Linked DNA regions of Sus scrofa: region 1 is linked to region 2. Evidence: chromatin contacts called from public Hi-C data. All regions are on one chromosome and are shown on one strand. Each heading gives the region's core, a stretch centred on a gene start, on an enhancer-like site or on the middle of the called end of the contact. The rest is flanking DNA. Distances are from core to core; before and after follow the strand shown. Region 1 has its middle 27 kb from the start of PC. Region 2 overlaps LOC100514211 (a long non-coding RNA gene).

Evidence for each region. A called contact is a pair of places that touch in the nucleus more often than the background predicts.
Region 1: a contact with region 2 is called in a Hi-C map of liver, with 3 times the contacts expected there. The contact joins two enhancer-like sites. A contact is called at or near these places in 1 of 5 promoter capture datasets (liver) and 9 of 47 Hi-C or Micro-C datasets (brain, embryonic fibroblasts, liver and 2 more).

The regions. Positions count from the first base shown.
Region 1 is chr2:5,537,009-5,542,200 of Sscrofa11.1, reverse strand. It overlaps the pseudogene LOC110259301. Among named protein-coding and RNA genes, the nearest start is that of PC, 27 kb to the left of the region's middle. Within about 2 kb of position 3,835, at least 23 of the 83 cell types and tissues checked have an H3K27ac peak or open chromatin away from gene starts, as enhancers often do. A contact at or near this core is called in liver, where this site is marked.
Region 2 is chr2:5,484,043-5,488,715 of Sscrofa11.1, reverse strand. It overlaps LOC100514211 (a long non-coding RNA gene), which reads right to left. Exons shown (of 4, transcript XR_001303139.2): 2 at 3,067-3,104; 3 at 2,060-2,325; 4 at 77-1,509. Among named protein-coding and RNA genes, the nearest start is that of C2H11orf86, 17 kb to the right of the region's middle. Within about 2 kb of position 1,360, at least 33 of the 83 cell types and tissues checked have an H3K27ac peak or open chromatin away from gene starts, as enhancers often do. A contact at or near this core is called in liver, where this site is marked.

The sequences.
Region 1 (5,192 bases), core at 2,586-5,085, 51 kb before region 2:
AGAGCCTGGAATAGCCAACATCCAAACTCTTAACCTATTAATTTGGTCGGATTTTTTTGTCTTTGAATTATGTCTTTTTACTCTTCAGTTGCAAGAGTTGTGTTTTTTTGTTTTTGTTTTGTCTTTTTGCCATTTCTAGGGCCACCCCCTCGGCATATGGAGGTTCCCAGGCTAGGGGTCTAATGGGAGCTGTAGCTGCCAGCCTACACCAGAACCACAGCAACGAAGGATCCGAGCCATGTCTGCGACCTACACCACAGCTCACGGCAATGCCGGATCCTTAACCCACTGAGCGAGGCCAGGGATCGAACTCACAACCTCATGGCTCCTAGTCAGATTCGTTAACCACTGAGCCACGACGGGAACTCCCAAGAGTTTTTTGTTTGTTTCTTAAACATATATTCTAGGTATAAGTGCCTACCAAATAAAAGATTTGCAAAAAATTTCTCCCATTCTTTTTTTTGGGGGGGAGGGGGGAGGAAACTGACGTCCTTACGGCTTTGGGGAAAGGAATGGCTCAGGAGCTCTTGGTGGGCGGGTGGGCTTCCTCTTCACAGTCACAGGCTTCTGGCTGCGCGGGGTGGCACTGGCGCCGCAGATGCTGGGCATGCGCACATCCGGACGGCACCTGTTCTTTCGGATCATGTGCCAGATGCTGCCAAGAGTGGCTTGGGCGTCCTCGTTGACGGTGGTCGGCACGTAGGCAGTGGCCGCTTTCGCTGCCTGGATCTCCACTTCATCACCACCACGACCCCTTTTGCCGTCCGCCACCGGCTCCACGCCCGCAGTCTTGTGGTGAATCAGCCCGCTGCAGCGGAAGGAGTTGCGAGTCTTCAGGTTATGGGGTTCGGTGCTTGTACGTCTGCTTGTTTCCTCTTGATTAGGAAGCTGGAGCACCTGCTGTGTAGCCCCGGGAACTATGTCTAGTCACTTATGATGAGCATGATAATGTGAGAAAATAGAATGTGTACATGTAGGTGTACCTGGGTCACCATGCTGTACAGTAGAAAAAAAAGGTATTGGGGAAATAGCAATTATTACAATAAGATTACTTGATAAGGAAAACATTTTTAAAAACGTAAAAAAAGAAGTTGATACGGTCCCTTGTTCTTTGAGAAATAAAATATACACTTAACAATTCTGGAGGAAAAAAAAAAAAAGGAAGCTGGCACAGCTCTGCACCACCATCCATGATGCCAGCTCCTCCCGCTGCGGCAGCTGGAGGCAAAAAGAGCTTCTCCCATTCTTTGAGTTGCCTTTTACTTTCTTGATTGTGTCCTTTGCTAAAGTTTTTAATGTCAATGAAGATCCAATTATCTATTTATAAAATGTTATTGTGTTTTGGCGGTCATATCTGAGAAACCACTGCCTAACCCAAAATCAAAGATTTATGACTATGTTTTCTTCTGAAAGTTTTACCATTTTAGCTCTTATGCTTATGTCTTTGATCCATTTTGAATTTTTTATGTTGTATGAGGTTGGGGTCCAACTTCATTTTTTTGCAAGTGGATATCCAGGTGTTTCAGCACAATTTGTGGAAAAGACTCTTCTTTCCCCATTATCTTGACACCCTTATTAGAAATCAACAGACCAGAAATGTGAGTGTTTATTTCTGGGCCCTCAATTCCCTTGCATTGATCTGCATGTCTGTCCCTATGCCAGCACCACACTGTCCTGATTACTGCAGATTTGTAGTAAGTGTTGAAATTAGAAAACATGAGTCCTCTGAGGTTTGTTTGTTTTTTTTTTTTTTTTTTTGTCTTTTTGCCATTTCTTGGGCCGCTCCCTCGGCATATGGAGGTTCCCAGGCCAGGGGTCGAATCGGAGCCGTAGCCACCAGCCTACGCCAGAGCCACAGCAACGCGGGATCCGAGCCGCGTCTGCGACCTACACCACAGCTCATGGCAACGCCGGATCTTTAACCCACTGAGCAAGGGCAGGGATCGAACCCTCAACCTCATGGTTCCTAGTCGGATTCGTTAACCACTGCGCCACCACGGGAACTCCCGTGTGTGTGTGTGTGTGTGTGTGTGTGTGTTCTTTTTCAAGATTCTTTTGGCTGTCTTGTTCCCTTGAATTTCCATGGGGAATTTTAGGACCATCTTGTCATCGGCAATTAAAGGCAGCTGAAATTGTGAAGGATACTGTACTGCATTGTATCTGTAGATCAAGATCAGGAGTGCTGCTATCTGAACAATATTAACTCTTCTCATCCATGAACACAGAGAGTCCATTTATTTATTTAGGTTTTCTTTCATTTTTTTTCTTTTCTTTCTTTTTTCTTTTTTGTCTTTTTAGGGCCATACCCGAGGCACATGGAGGTTCCCAGGCTAGGAGCAGTAGCAGCTGGCCTATGCCACAGTCACAGCAAAGTAAGATCCGAGCTGTGTCTATGACCTACACCACAGCTCACGGCAACGCCGAATCCCTAACCCACTAAGCAAGGCCAGGGATCGAACCTGCATCCTCATAGATGCTAGTCAGATTCGTTTCCTCTGAGCCGCGACGGGAACTCCTCTTTCATTTTTTTCAACAATTTTTTTTAATTTTTTATTATAGTTGATTTACAACGTTCTGTCAATTCCTACTGTACAGCAAACTGACCCAGTTATACATATATATGCATTCTTTTTCTCATATTATCTTCTATGAGATGTCATAGATTTTGTCACAGCGATTGGATATAGTTCCCCGTGCTATACAGCAGAACCTCACTGCGTATCTATGTAATAGTTTGAACAATGTTTTATATTCTTGTAAGTTTTATACTTCTTTTGTTAAATTTATTCCTAGGCATAGTATTCTTTTTGATGATATTGTACATTTCCAGATTGTTCACTGCTACTTGTATACAGTTGATTTTTTTTTTTTTTTTGCTTTTTAGGGCCACACCTGCAGCATATGAAGATTCCCAGTCTAGAGGTCTCATCAGAGCTACAGGCTCAGGCCTACACCACAGCCACAGCAACCCGGGATCCGAGCCATGTCTGCGACCTACACCACAGCTCACAGCAACGCCGGATCATCGACCACTGAGGGAGGCCAGGGATCAAACCCACAACCTCATGATTCCTAGTTGGATTCATTTCTGCTGCACTACGATGGGAACTCCTCCTTTATTAGTTTTAATAGATTTTTAGTGAATTCCTTAGATTTTCCTATACAAGATCACGTCAGCAGCAAATAAAGATACTTTTATTTCTTCCTCTCCAATCTGTATGCCTTTCATTATCTTTCCTAATTGCCCTTGATGATAAATCTGAAGCTGGTGACTGACTCTTATTTGGACAGAGCCCTTTCCAAACAAGCAGCAGCTGTACGACCCTTAGCGACCAGGCTCGCACTCCTCTTGCCACGCCTGCCGAGTCCAAGAGTCCCCCAGATCCAGCCTTTCCTGGTTAGTTACTCTCCACGCACCCCCTTCTCTGCTCTGCACCGGGGAAGCTGAGGCCTGTGGATGCAGGCGCCTGGCTCCCTCACCAGCTGGGGTCCTGCAGGGTCAGCTGTTGGAGGCATGGGCAGGAGGAGAGAGAACGTGGGCTATAGGCTTCCCAGCTCTACCGGCTTAGGTGCCACAGTCCTGCCTTGGGACTGTCAACCCTTCCTGGAGCCTGGAGGAAACACCATTTCCTCTCCCGACCCCTTCAAGCCTGGATGTAATAATGACTTCCCTCCATTGCTCATCCCTGGGGCCCTCATCCTCCCCTGCTGGGAGCCTCGTTTGCCTTGGCTGATGAATTCAGCTCCTCAGAATCAAAGTGTGACGTCAGCCATTCCTGGCCAGCCTTTACTGCTATTCTGCCAAACGCCCAGCCCCCAAACATTCCTGTAAAGGCCGGCGCTATGGAACCTCACTGAGAAAACCTGGTTCTCTGGTGAACTGCTCACCAACGCTCAGAGTCCGTGAACCGAGGGGATGGACGGGAATTCAGTGACAAATGGCCTTGGTTCCTGGAAGGAGCAAAGTAAACAGCGACCCAGACAGGACATGACCTTGACTGTGGCTGTACTTGACTCCCCAGGAAGACGTGCCTCTGTGGCCCCCTGATCAGACCTTTCACCCTGCTCTGGAATTCGAGCACCAAAACTGGCCAGAGGCCTCCCAGCGACGGGGTCCTGGGCACCCGCTCCTGCTGGTTTCATCCCAGTGACCACAGGCACCTGGCAAAGTTCAGGAGCACAGATGCCTCTTGCCTGGGCTTGCCACCGAGTGCCACCCACTGCACAAAGGGCCTCACATTCTCTCATTTAACCACCAAAACCTTGCAAGGTGAGTAGTATGGCCCCAGCTCTGTGAGTAAGGAAACGGAAACTCAGGATAAGAAGCGTGGCCACGGTCTCAAAGCCCAAAGCACTCGTATTCCATTCTGCCCACCTTCCCAAGGGGCACCTCCGTGATGGCCCTGCTCCCCAGGAGCCCCTGTGGGCAGATCTCAGACCTGCCGTCCTATGTAGGTTCTCCCTGCTGCCTGCCAACCTCCAGCTGTGCCTCCCTGACCATCATGCCCGCCCCGGCCACCCCGGGGCATTCCATCACTGGGTGAGGGCCTCCTCCTGGGCCAGCCCGATCAGCGTCACATCCGCATCCTATCTCCTCACCAGCACAGCCTTCCCCCCCCGCCCCCCGGGCTAACTGTCTCATCCGTCCTGATGCCTGTGGAGGTGGGAGCCCAGCTTCACGCCCAGCAGAGTGGGGCAGAAACCTCCCTGGGGGTGAAGTTCCGCAGAGATGACCCGAGGCTCACAGACTGGCACTGGCCTTGTCCCCACAGGGCCGGCCCTGTGAGGGCAGAGCAGCGGGGTGGCCCCAGGAGCTCCAGCAGTGACAACCCAGTGACAACCGGACAACGCAGGCCCTTGGCCTGCTCAGCAGGCTCTCCTGTGCCCAGACCCGCCTTCCGCTCCCCCACAGCAGGGCGAGCTCACTGAACGTGATGCTTCCTCCTCAACGTGGAGGAGTGAGGAAGTGCTCCAGGAAGGCAGGGGCAGCCCGGCAGGGAACTGTAGACTTTTGGAAAAACAGGGTTTTAGGACCAAGGTAGTAAATCAGTGAGGAAAGCCTTGGACGACAGATTGCTGTTCCCATTTTCTCAGTCCCCCGGGAGGCCTGCTCAGCGCCACCCACCCTTCTCTGTGGGAAGAGGTCACGTCTTACAGAAACCACAAAAACAACACTCATGAATGATGGCTAC
Region 2 (4,673 bases), core at 111-2,610:
CCTACCACACGATCCAGCCGCTCCGCTCTTACACCTTTGCCCAAGAGAAAAGGAAATACATGCCCATACAAAGACCTGTACACAGAGGCTCAGAGCACCTTTATTTAGAATCGCCAAAAACTGGAAACAACGAAAATGACCAACAAAAGGTGAGTGGAGAAACAACTTGTGGAATTTCCGCTAATGGAATATTACTCAGCAATGAAAGGAACTATTGGTACACACAATATGGACAAATTCCAAAATAATTATGCCGAGTAAATGAAGCCAGACCAAAAAGGAATGCACACTACATGATTCCGCTTCTGGAAAATTCCAGAAATTGCAACCTAATCTATAGTAACAGAAAACAGTTCAGGGTTGCATGTGGGTGAGGGAGGCAAAGAGGAATTGCCAAGGGGCATGAGGGAGGGAGGGATTGCCCAGGGGCGTGGGGATGCTTTGGGATAATCACTGTCCTAATTGCAGTTATGATTTCACAAGTATATGCATATGTCAAAACATAAAGCATACACTTAAAATATGTGCAGTTTATTCTGTCAAAAATACCTCAATAAAGCTGCGTCAATAATAAAACATAAAACAACACAGGAATGCTTAAGAAAAACTGAGTCCATTTAAATTATTAGATTTACAGGAATACTGAAGTATTAAAGATTTTGTTAATCAGACACTTGCAAGTATTAATTAAAGGAAGTTGAACGTCATTCATAAACTCGATCTGGAATTTTCCAATGAGTTAATCTTGCAAATGGATCAGTATTAACCAAAGGGCCCCTTAAAGTGATTGTTAAAATTTTCTAGAATCAAAAAGAGAAAAAAAAAAAAAAAGAACAGAAAAGATTTGTAGGCTATACTTAAAAGCTAAATGGAAAAGTCTAGCCCTTAAAGAGTGAGTTTTTTTTTGAGTTTGTAACTTGAACAAATTGAAAATCATTTTTTTCAACCAAAGTATCTTCTGAATAATCTTTGCATTACACAAGAAACCACAAGGGGGGGTGTGTGGGAGTGAGATATCATCAAAAATCTCACCCAGACTTGCCACTCGCCAGTCACCCAAAATTCTCCAAGTCACTTAGTCTCTCCAAACCTCAGTTTCTTCATTCATGAGAAGAATATTTTCCAGAATAAGTAATCCACTTAGTATTTAATATTAATCAATGATATACTGATAAACGGCACAGCAGTCAAAGCACTCGGGAGAGGCACACAGCAGTGGGTAAACAGAAAGGATCAGCAGCAGGATATCACGGCTGCTGTGGAAGCTGCAGCCTTTCCCAGACCCAGGGCTGACCAGTGACAGACACGCGAAAGGTGACATACGGATCCTCAGACACTAAGCATGACTCAGCACAGCCACATCATGGAATTTTCCCGAGGCCTCAGGCGGGGACGGATGTCGGTCAGGAGAGGAGCTGCCACATGTGGAGTCTGGCCCCATTCCACATACAGCTGGTGGAAACGTACGCGAGCGGCCTTGGCATCCCAGCCCCCTCCTGCTTCTCTGGCCTGCAGGCAGATCAGGAAAAAGAGGTGAGGGGCGGGGGCCGTGGGGTTGAGCTGACCCAGAGGCTTCATCCACCTCCCTCCAGGGTCACCAAGGAGACAGAAGGAGGACAGGGGAGGGCAGGGACCTTCAATGGCAGAGTCTTAGTGACCGTAACTAAGCAAAGCTCCAGGGACTGAGTGGGACTTCAGGACTGAGGAACCAAACATGCTTTAACTAATTAGACGACCTCGGAGAAGGGGGCCCTTCCTGGCAACTAAATTTCCCTTCCTAGTGATGGATTTGGGGAAGACATGCAATAAAAGATGATGCTCTGAGGAAAAGGGGGAGGATCAGAATCTTGGATGCTGCTAATTGGCCTTCCCTGGGCCCCCATTTCTCAGCTCCACAAGAGAGTTGCTTTGGGGAGCCTCCCGCCAGTGGCCCCCTCTCCTCCTCACAGGGATGCCAGGAAAAGGAGCAATGCTCAGCTCTATCAGCCCGGACAGGAGGTGGAAACTTTGCGGAGGGTGGGGTCTGTCAAAGGTCCGGAGCTGTCTCCACCGTCCCCACCTGCCGTACACTCGGCCCGCCTTTCCCAGCAGACTCACTCCCAGAGTGGAAGACGGCCACTGCTGGCCCAAGACCTGGGACAAGCAAGGGCGATGGAACATCTCGGAGAGGAAAACGGCTTCTGGCTCCGGAGGGGTCACCCGAGAAAAATCCCCAAACAAAGGAGTCCTCATGCTGAGCACTGGACCTGAGCTCTGGGCAGTTGTCCCCGAGCCACACAGTTCCCAGGGCACCTGGCTGTGAACCGGGGGTAGCAGCTGGCCTGCCTGTGGTGGAGGGAAGAGCGGATCAGTGTCTGAAATGCAGGCGGGACACGAGACAGAGCCAGCATCATGTCCAGCTGGGACGCTCTCCCCAGCCAGCCGCCAGAGACAGACGGGACCTTCGGGTGGACACCGGTCACGAGCGCCTCGCTTGGCATTCAGGCTGAGATGCCCTGGGCTCAGCGCGATCAGCAGAGTTTCCTGTGCGAGGGGAGACCTTAGCACAGGAGGTTTACAGGGCAGCAGTGGCACACAGAACAAGCTATGTCGGGGAAGGAGGGACAAGTCAGCCTTCAGCCCTTCGTCACCGTGACTCCCAAGGCTGAGCGTCACTGTCTGGCACGCGGGTCAAGTGCTCTCCCAGCCAGTGGACAGAGCCACTTCCTGAGCCCAGCGGCCTGCTCTCCACACTGACTCAAGGGGTCTTCTCAGAGGCCGCCCTGCCCTGCAGATGCTTCTTGCGGACCTGGGGGGGGGCCCCAGCCCTCACCCCCTATAGGCGAGGCCCTTCCAGAAGTAGGGCCTCCTGCTGAGGCTGGCCAACTGCTTTCCCGTGAAAACCCAGACAAGCAAGAGAGTTGGGAACAGACAAAGACGGCTTATATTTTCCAGAAATCAGAGCTTGGCCCTTTTTTATTTATTGTGCTCCGGAACTGACGAGCCAGGCTGCTAAGCTCTACAGCAGATGCTCCTGAAGGCGACCCACATGCATCCCACTGACCTGGATCCAGGCCCAGGACTTACCCTCAGCGTTCTGTCAGCTCTCGGAAGGCAGGTGCTACCTAAATAGAGAGAGGAAAAGCATTACCCTTGTTTCTCTCCACGCATTCCCCAGAGAACCCAGGTGGGGCCGGCACAGACCAAGAACCCAGAGAGGAACTGCTGCTTTGCTGCCCCTCATCTGGGGGCGGGGGACCAGGCCAGCGCCACGCCGAGGGCACCCCAGCTCTGTCGTCCAGCTGCCTGGGCTCCATGCTTGCTGCTCTGCCCTCCCCCGCCCCCCCATCCCAGAACCACTCAAAACTTGTTTCAACTGTGACAAGGGTATGACAAGACCCGCCATGTGGACGGTCCCCAAGGAGGTAACCCACTCAAGGCACAGGTGCGTCTGGAATGCCTGGTACGGAGGATGCGCGCAGACATCAGCCAACGTGCTTAGTGGGGAGCATTTAAGGAAAACCTTTTTCTGCCACCAGCTACACAAGAACAAGAAGTTCTAGAAACTGTTCTTGCTTTAACTGAGGGGCTTTGTCTTCCTGCCAGCCTCCAGCCAGCCCCAGGCCCATTTTCTCTGCAGAGCTGTTCCCAATCCTCCAGGAGCCACCTCCCCTCTGATTCTCTGCTCCTGGTTCCTGTCTTGCTCTAATTTGTCCTGACACAAATTAAGCTGGTGTATCTATTTCCTCAGATCCTCTCCTACAGAGACCCCACCACACGCACACGCACACACGCACACCCCGTGTCTGGACCCACCGGAGCCCAGTTGGTGGTGTGGGACCACTTAGCATTTACAGCCTGTTTGTTTTTGAAAGGCCACACCTGTCCGTCAGCTCAAGCCACTGGTCAATGAAGAGCAAAATAAGAGATACAGGCCAGCAAACCACCCAATGAACTAAGTCTCTGTTCTGAGAAAACCAGTTGCCTTGGTACATTATGTCAAGGATGCAAATGAATGTTTGAGGCATTCAGTTCAGAACATGTTCCCGAGCGCGCCCTGCATAAAGCACCTCGCCAGAAGGCACAGGCCCTGCTCCCCAAGTTCCAGAAAGCAAGGTGCTGGGGGCTAGTTAATAGAGGTTAGGGAGCCAGGCGGGAACCCTGCGGCTGCCAGCTTGCAGCCACAGCCCCTTTCCTAGCTGCGTGGCTCCGAGCGACTCGTTTCACCCACGGTTTCCCATCTGTAAACAAGGAGCTAGCGGTGCTTTTGTGGCAGGGCTGCTGTGATCATCAAATACTACATAAAGGGGGCTTAGCAAGGTCCCCGCCACCACAGAGTAAGAGCTCAACAAAGGTTGGCTTTTCTTATGAATAACAATAAATCATCACTTATCATAATTAATATAAAAGAATAAACCCACATCCAACAGAATAGATACGGCAAGGCTTAATGCAGGAAAGCCTGAGAGCAATTTTTTCTTTTTGGCCTCGCCCTCAGCACGTGCAAGTTCCCGGGCCAGGGATCGAACCCGCACCACAGCAGCAACAATGCCAGGTCCTTAATCTGCTGAGCCACAGAGGAACTCCCCTGAAAAGTAATCTTGACAGGACAAGATAAAAGGAAAAGTCCTGCAGAGAACAAGGTCACCAGGAACAGGAGGCAGCAGAGGAAGGACAAGGAGAAGGGAGTTTCC